Linked DNA regions of Mus musculus: region 1 is linked to region 2. The links are chromatin contacts, called in public HiChIP or PLAC-seq maps. All regions are on one chromosome and are shown on one strand. Each heading gives the region's core, a stretch centred on a gene start, on an enhancer-like site or on the middle of the called end of the contact. The rest is flanking DNA. Distances are from core to core; before and after follow the strand shown.

Region 1 (4,274 bases), core at 419-2,918, 250 kb after region 2:
GCTCAATGTGAACTGCCGGCCTTGCAATGCCTGATTGCTCTTTGCCACGAATGCTGTACAATCCAGCCTTCTGCCAAAGCCTGGAGCGTTAGTAGGGGGGTATGGTTAGTTGTGTACTGAAATGAAATCGCCCAGAGTTCCAGTGACCACCCCAATCCGGTCATTCTGCATGTACAGCGGTCCACACCTTAGCACTCAACAGGGTTCAACACTTCTTTCTGTAGAGCTCGGCTCCTCTCAGCTTGCCCCAAGTCCCAACATTCTATGCTTCTCCAACGAAGCCTTTTTTTTCAGAGAACCATCAGGGACAATTTGGTGAGCTCAAAATCGAGTCTATTTCCCATCTTGGAGTCAATGTCAAGGGCTTGGGAGGGTGGGGCACCCAGAGAGAAAGGGGCTGCCGGAGTTGGAACCCACAAGCTTCCTCCCAGCTACCCTTTACCAAAGGAGGGCCCGGGGACCGGCTCGACTTAGGGCAGGGCGGACGGACAGCGCCAGCCAGCCGGGGCCAGGCTCCCAGGGGTGCAGAATTGCTAAGGCAAGCCAGGCCAGGGAGAATGCGGGGGGGGGGGGGGGTTAGTGACCCTGGGGCACGAGCCGAGGAGAAGCTGAAAAGCTGGAAGACCCGGGCTGGAAAGGGGGCGCCATTTACCGGGCAGAGTGGACTTCCAGAGGTGGGGAGGCTGCGTCTGCTCTTTGGGGCAGTACATTTGGCCGTTCCAGCCGTTGGGCAGAGCCCAGGGCTGATAGCTTTCCATGGGAAGCCCCAGAGGCTCGTGGCGCGACTCGCCAGGACCCCCGAGCCCCGGAACTACTGGCATATCCAGGTAGCCGGGCACGGGCTGGTGATGGTGGTAAGGCCCGGCTGCGTAGCCCTGATGGTAGAAAGCAAACTCCTTGGCGCGGGAGCTGAACTCCTCGGCCGCGGGGCCGGCGGTGTCCATGTACTTGTCGGCGAAGGCGGCGGCGGCCGAAGCAGGCTGCGCGCACGACTTGATGGCGTTGGGGTGCGGGCCCATGCGGGCGCACGGGTAGTAGCCGCTGCCGAAGTAGCCGTAGGGCAGCGCCGCGGGCCCCGACGAGCTCTGTGCCGCCGCCGAGCAGGGACTGCACTGCTTGGCGGCCTCGGCACCCGCGGGCCCCGCCGGCCCGGGCCCTCCCGACGACGACGCGGCAGCCGCGGCGGCGGCGGCAGCAGCGGCGGCGGCGGCGGCGGCGGCGGCGGACGGGGGCGCCTCCCCCGGGGCGCTGCTGTACGCGGCCGCGGCGCCGGGCGCCAGGGGTGCGGGATGCGCCATCAGGTTGCGGCACTGGTTGGCCGCGGCGGCGGGCGGCGGCGCCGCTGCGGCCACCGAGAAGTTGCCCCCCGCGGCCGCGGCAGCCGGGTGGGGGAAGCCCCCGCCCCCAGCTCCCGCCGCCGCCGCCGGCCGCCGCCCGTGCCGCCGCCGCCGCCCCTTCCATGTTCTTGTTGAGCTCGTCGGCCACCAGGCCGCCGCCGTTGTCGTAGAGAAACATGACGGTGGGCTCGATCCAGCGGGGGTGGAGGAGCACGGAGGCTGTCATAGCCCGAGCCGCATGGAGAAGACCCCAGTGGCGCTGTTTTAAAAAGCCCCCAAGAAGTGAAGAGCGCGGCGCGCGGGGCCGGGGCCCGAGCGAGGGGGGCGGGTCGCGCCCTGCGGGGTCGCGCCAGGCGGCCGCCCATTGGCCCGCCCCCGGCCCGCCCCCGGCGTATGCAAAGCGGGAGGCTCCGGCTCGGCTCCGCGCTGGGCCCGCCGTCCCCGCCGCCGCCCGCGCGGTCCTCTGCGCCAGCTCTAGCTCCCGCCGCGCGGCCGCGCAGCAGTCACCCACGGAGGAGGCGGGGGTGGGTGGGGGGGAGAAACTAGGGCGGGTGGGGCTGGGAACACAGGGACCCCGATCCCTTCCCGGGTTTCGCGCGGAGGTTGGGAGGGGCAGTGAGCGGCTGCGGTTGGGGTGCGACCTGAGGTCGTGGGGACAAGTCAGGTAAATTCTCCAGTGGCCAGGAATGAGGGTTTGCCTTGGCCTTGGACTGGCCCAGGATGTCCTGGCATGTTTTAGGGACCTCTGGGGCTGTTTTCTTTCCAGGGATGGATACATCTTTCTGCAGCTAGACCCTCCCAAGGATGTGGGAGCTTTCGCCTGGCCGAGATTGCACTCCCCACCCCCCCCTGGGGAACAAGGGCGTTTGTTTCCTGTTGGTTCCAGGAGAAGTCTGGAGCAAGGGTCCCAGGACATTTCTCTGGGAAGTTTGGGCTGCATTTGGGAGCTCCCTTCCCTGTTCTCAGGCTCTAGAGGACAATTTCAATTAGGCCTAAGGACTCAGAAGATCAGAACAACTAATTGTATCTCCTACACTCATCACACACGCGAGCGCAAATATTCGCGCGCGCGCACACACACACACACACACACACACACACACACACACACACACAGAGAGAGAGAGAGAGAGAGAGAGAGAGAGAGAGAGAGAGAGAGAGAGAGAGAGAGAGATGCATACTGCCACATTGTCCAACTTGTATATACAGCTCGCTATTCATTCCGATGCAGCAGCTATTCTCTCTGGTCCGCAGAGGATTTCAGATGAAGAAAGCACCATTCACTCACACTCCTGTCTCAGGAGTCCGGCTGCCTTTTCCTGAAGGGGTTTAAGAGGAACAGGCCCCAGCTGGGCTGCTGGCTGGAACTCCAGCCACGGTTCTGGGACTTCCTACAAGTCACTCCATAGATCCTGAGTTGGACACTTCAGACACCTGGCAATCCACTGTTGCATTCCGTTTTGGGGAAAGAGAAAAAGGCTCTTTGGGATCCTTTCATGGTTTTTCTCCTAATAGGGGCTCAGCCTGTAGTGGGTTCAAGGTGCCGGGGTTCAGCTGATGAGTTCCTCTGTACCTTGAGCTTGGTGGGGTGTTTGTATTGGGAGAGCAACGTTTGGATGCAGTGTTTTGATAAAGGATTCTGGGGACCCTGCCTCCTTAGGACTACATGCATTTCTGGTTGTGCAAGTGTGAACTGGTCAGACATCCAGAGGGGAACAAATGGTCAAAGTGAAAGTGGTGCGTTCTGGAAAATATAGACTGGGAAGAGTTCTGTACTATCTTTGCTCAAATGCTCTGGTAGGCAGCCAGGCTTGGACCTGTTCTCTAGTCCTAGCTTGTAGACTTAGCCCTAAGCTAGAGCATCAGACATACCACCCAATTCATCTGCTGCTCTGTAAGCCCCCTGGGCTTCTGGTAAGATTGGGACCAGTAAGGCGAGGCTCAGGCTTTTATCTGCCCGGATCCTGGGTTTGTTCTGACTAATGTTAAGTGTCGCCCAATAAAACCTTCCCTGATCCCCACACCCAATTCTCCCCCACACCCAGGGAGTCCTTTCTCTCCTGACTTTAGCGGTCCTGGGTAAATATTGATTTGCCCCGAGTTTACCTTCTTACTGCCTGACCATTTGCAGACTAAAGAACCAACCTCTGTGAAGACTTGATTTCTGTGTTACTTTGGAGCCCTTTTCATCCGTCCCCCCACTCCTTCCTCCCTCTAAGTGGCATTGTAAAACTCAACAGTGACAAAGAGACGAAGTACGGTTCCAGGCTCCAATTCTCGGAGACTCTCGGAGACTCGAGGGCAGTTTACATACAGGTCAGACACGCTGGAGGCCAAGGTCAAGTTGAAAGTTGCTGTCTAGTCAGCGTGAGAAACTACAATGAAAGCCCAGAGACAGAGCCGACTGCCCACCTCCCCTCGCTCTCAATTCCCCCATCCTTTGCTATCTGGCTTCTGGCTCTGTTTGGTTTCTCAGCATCTTTTTTTTTTCCCTCTCTCTTTGTAGAGTTTTGGGGGCGGTGTTTACAGGCTGGACTGGTTCTTTTCTGTCGGCCGCCCTGCTCTTAGCTGGGTTTCTGAACCTCCGAAGTTTTCCAGCTAGGTTCGGAAAAAACGAAAACACAGCTCAGGAAGGCTCCACCAGCCGATGCCTATGCCAGTTCACCTCTGGCAGTGGCTGTACTGCTGGTCCACACAGCAGCCAAGACCAGCTCCACGTTCTTTCCTCCCCCTCAGTTCACTGGAGCCGGGAGCCCTGCACTCAGGGGAAGGGCCTCAGCTCTACAGACTGCCAAAGTCGGCTGGGTCCCTCCGGCTCCAAAAATGGTGAGAAAGGAACTCATCTTTTTCCACAGAGGAATCAGAAGCAGGTTTGTCTGGGAAGAACGAAGCAGCGGGGAGGCTTTGGGCTGCATCTTTGAATTCAGTGGGCTTTGC
Region 2 (4,004 bases), core at 1,272-3,771:
AAGCTACTGTAATCAAAAAGCCAAACAATGACAAAGAAAAATCATGATTACAAAAAACCATAAATTTGAGCACCTATCTCAGCAAACACTTGTGTGGCATCTGATGATTTACATGACGAGCATAGGAAACATAAAGTGAGATTATTTTCTTTCTTGTAAAAGCAAAGGACTTGAAACTCCTGTAAAGGTTGGTTTCTAACTAATTCACACTGTGCCATGCATTTTAAGAGCCTTGACTGCTTACAGCTACCAGGATCCATATCTCTTCTTCAATTTAAAAAAGAACGCACTATCTTTATATCTATATACCATAGAGCTATGACAGCAATACCTCTAAAATCCAAGTCAATGCAATCACTTTGTTATAACTTTATACTTCTAAATTGTACCATGCACTTTCTCCCAAGAACACCTGAGTGATGGACTTGCCGTCATCCTGCCTCCCCAGAAGATTCAAGGGACAAGTGACTACTGAGAGCCTCTAAGGATGTTAATTACACAAAAAATCTTAACAACTTTCTTTGAAAGCTTGTTTAACGTTGTTTTAAGCCATGAAGACTAGCTCACTTTCCTCTATTCCTTTACCATAGATCACACCCACGAGCTAAAAACATCTCCTAAGAATAAAATGTAAAGCTAACTTGTAATCTGCAAAGTTATTATTTTGATATTTGTTTCTAATCCCTCATGTATTTTAGAAAAAACTAATTTCAAACATTATGCTAGTCCAACCTCTAATTTAAAAGATGGCAGAACTACACAGGAAGTTAGGATTAGCAGGTAAATGTATAATCCTGCTCTCTTTACAGGATACAGGAGAGAGCGAAAACAGTCTGTAATCTGTGAGGGTCAGTGGGTGACGGCTGTTGTAGTCATACAACATAGGATGTTGGAAGAGTGACTGTGGGTCCAAGCTTTAGAAGCAAAACCGGGTTGTTATTTTTTTTAATTACAAATATGGACAACCTAAAAACGATGACATTTCTGGAACAAAACATTTTTCTGATCTAATTATTAAGATATTTTTCTAAACATGCAATTCCTGCATTGCCCCTCCCGCCACCCCATAAAATGTTAACTGTAATGAGACCAAACTGGTACTCCTCTAAGCTCTCATATAAGAAACTAAAACATTTCCTTAAATCAGCATCGACAGTTCTTTCATCATTTCTCTTAGTGCTATCCATGAATGATGAGAAGCATTTCTCAGAGTGACATAGCACACCCTCACCCTGCATCATGTTCATACAAACACAAGTCTCCATCCACACATAATGCAAACAACCCAACAGCTTAACAAGGTATTCTATGATGCTTGGTCTCATACTGTTGCAACTGTAACTTACTAGTTCAAATGTACCTTTTAGAGGACATTGTTTTTAACGATTAAAACACACAGTTAACAGCACAGGCATCTAAGCGAAACTTTTTAATCCATGATCTATATTGAAAGGAATGTTTTAGAGACAACCAAACTAAAATTATTCCATTTCCAGATGTTAGCATCTACAAGACAAAGTATATGGTGGTATCTAAGACCATCAGGATAGGTGAGACTTGTGATACTCTAAAAAGATGTATTTTTTATTTTGTGCAGAACTATCGAGCTTTTCTTGATGCTTAGTGGAACTACACACCTCCAGACATTACTGACCTAACTGAGGAACTGAGGAACCGCATTTCAACTCCTACAAGTAAGTTCCTATAAATGGGAATGTAAAACCAAAAAGGGGAAGATGAGGTTGCAAAGATGAAGTTCCTTGATCACATGATACAGGAAGTAGGAGTTTTAACACAGCCTTCCTTTTTCACTTTTAATAGTTACTGAGGCTTTAGAAATAGTGGCTATTTGAAAATCGGGCACCCTTCAAAACTATAAACATGTTTGGCCTGACTGTTCAAGAAAATGGGGGTGGGGTTGGAAATAGTGCCTTTTGGCCTCCTAACTCCCAACACCTGCGGCCCTGCAGATGCACCTGCATCCTTACTGGCCAGGCCACCCAGGCAGGACCTAGTGCTTGGACTTCTGCTTTCGCAGTTCTCAAACATGCATTCATCAACATTTGCTGTCCATCTCCCGCCCTCACATTCCGGTCTTCATGAAACGCATAACTGTCCGGCTGTCCAGGGAGGATCAGCACATTTCAGCATACACGCCCACTCCCTTCTAGTCCCGACATCCCAGTCCCCCTATACGGCCCGCCCCCCACCGTCCGCATAGGGTGAGGGCTAAGCGCTTCTGTCCCTGTCGGCTCGCCGTCCCCGCGCCCCCGCCCCTAGCGTCACCGCCCCCTTCCCGCTCTTTACCTGCCAACAGGTTCCTAATTTCCTCAGGGAGAGGGCCGGGAGAAGAGGTACAGCTGGGGTTGGGCATGATAATGGCTTGGACCTAGACTCGCAATAGCGGTCCGAGTAAGCACCGAGAGGCTACGACTCCGGACACGGCCCGTCCGAGACTGCCAACAAGGAAGTCACTAGCTCTCCAGCCAGCGGTCGCTGGACGCCGGGCCCTGCCCCCTCCCCGCCCGGGAGAATTGGGCGGGGCTATGGGTGAAGGGGCGGGGAGACCGGCCTTAAAACCTGACTGCGCTTGCGTAGACCTTGCTTTCTGACTGTCCGAAGAAAGCGCCTCCGGGTAGACCACGCCCACACACAGCCGGGAAGGCCACGCCCATACGCGGAAGCGAGCAGGAGGCGAGGCCTCCGAAGGAAGGGAGCGAATTGGAGCTGTGTCACCTGACCGGCCCTTGAAGCTCGTCCGCGCCATTTTCGTTACTGGTATGTCAGCCACACCTCTCTTTCTCCAGGATTCCGGAAAATAAAGCCTCCGCAAGGCTTACGCACTTTCCCTTTAAGGGGTCATCTAAATACTGGTCTTTTCCACCAAGGTTTAAACCCCCGTCTGGTAACCCACCAAGAAGTTTCTACCATTACCCCCCAACTAGCATGGCTTTCTTTGTCCCACTAGATGAAGGTAACGGAGTCCCATTTTCCGCCAATCCTTCCTGAGAGTCTTAGTCCTAAAACGGCGGAGCGTTCTGATTGGCGCTGACATTACTTTCCTACTTATTCTTGGTGTGGTTGATTTCTCTCGCTCTGACGGAATTAGTTCTAGATAATATCCTTTTAGGGTCAGGCACCTGAAATGTGCCAGAAAGCCACCTGTACCGTTGCCCGCTCTAAGTATTTTTTAATTGCAAATAGTGGTTAGAACAGGGAAAATATAAAATTTACTTCAATCTAGTCAGCAAAGGTTGAGTCTTTCAATATTACACGTTTACACTTAAAATCCAAAAAGTTCTGGGTCCTTTAGTCTTTAAAATGGGTGGTGTGTGTGTGTGTGTGTGTGTGTAGAAATGATAATTACATTCAAGTGCCATCAACCTTTACAATCCATTAAAACCTACTGTGTAGACATATTTGTCATGTAGATGACGCTACCAGAGCTACTTAAATACAAAAGAGGATGATACGAGTCTTCAGAGAGGAACTGACAAGGGAAAACATTTTGAATGTAAAGTGTGTATTTAGTTAAAAATATGCTTGGAAAGGTGGCTAATGATACACATCAAGTTGCACCTTCCACTTTCCTTTGCCAGGCACATCATTTTCAAAATGACATCTGAATATCACCTACCTACATTGGTAGAAACAAACAGTGGTTTGTTTGTTCTTATTTCTCCTAAGTTGTGCTCAGAATGTTGTGTCAAAGCTCCAATCAGGAGTATGTTTGTAGGAGGCACAGTATGGTGTGGGGGAAGGGGGTGTCTCTGTGAGACATGCTGAGATACCAGCACAGGAAAGTATAGTATAGAATATTTTGGGCATGGGGAGGGGAATTGAGTGGAGACAGAGAAAAGCAGAGAGAGGGGGAGAGGAGGGGAGAAGACAGGAGAGGAAAGGAGAGGAGAGGAGAGGAGAGGAGAGGAGAGGAGAGGAGAGGGGAGGGGAGGGGAGGGGAGGAGAGGCAGGCAATAAGCATGTGGAGAGCACAGGGAGGGGCA

Evidence for each region. HiChIP or PLAC-seq counts read pairs in DNA pulled down with a chosen protein or histone mark.
Region 1: a contact with region 2 is called in an H3K4me3 HiChIP or PLAC-seq map of embryonic forebrain, with 4 times the contacts expected there. The contact joins the promoter of Hoxa13 here to the promoter of Skap2 in region 2. A contact is called at or near these places in 6 of 39 promoter capture datasets (cranial neural crest, frontonasal cranial neural crest, hippocampal neurons and 3 more), 1 of 484 Hi-C or Micro-C datasets (uterus) and 8 of 115 datasets of contacts at active chromatin or transcription factors (astrocytes, craniofacial prominence, embryonic basal ganglia and 5 more).

The regions. Positions count from the first base shown.
Region 1 is chr6:52,259,212-52,263,485 of GRCm38.p6, forward strand. Hoxa13 (homeobox A13) reads right to left here and starts at 1,669. Exons shown (of 5, transcript NM_008264.1): 1 at 1,426-1,669; 2 at 1,341-1,424; 3 at 1,331-1,338; 4 at 653-1,329. The coding sequence starts at 1,563. It overlaps Hottip (Hoxa distal transcript antisense RNA), which reads left to right and starts at 3,564. Exons shown (of 2, transcript NR_110442.1): 1 at 3,564-3,653.
Region 2 is chr6:52,010,028-52,014,031 of GRCm38.p6, forward strand. Skap2 (src family associated phosphoprotein 2) reads right to left here and starts at 2,522. Exons shown (of 13, transcript NM_018773.2): 1 at 2,308-2,522. The coding sequence starts at 2,374.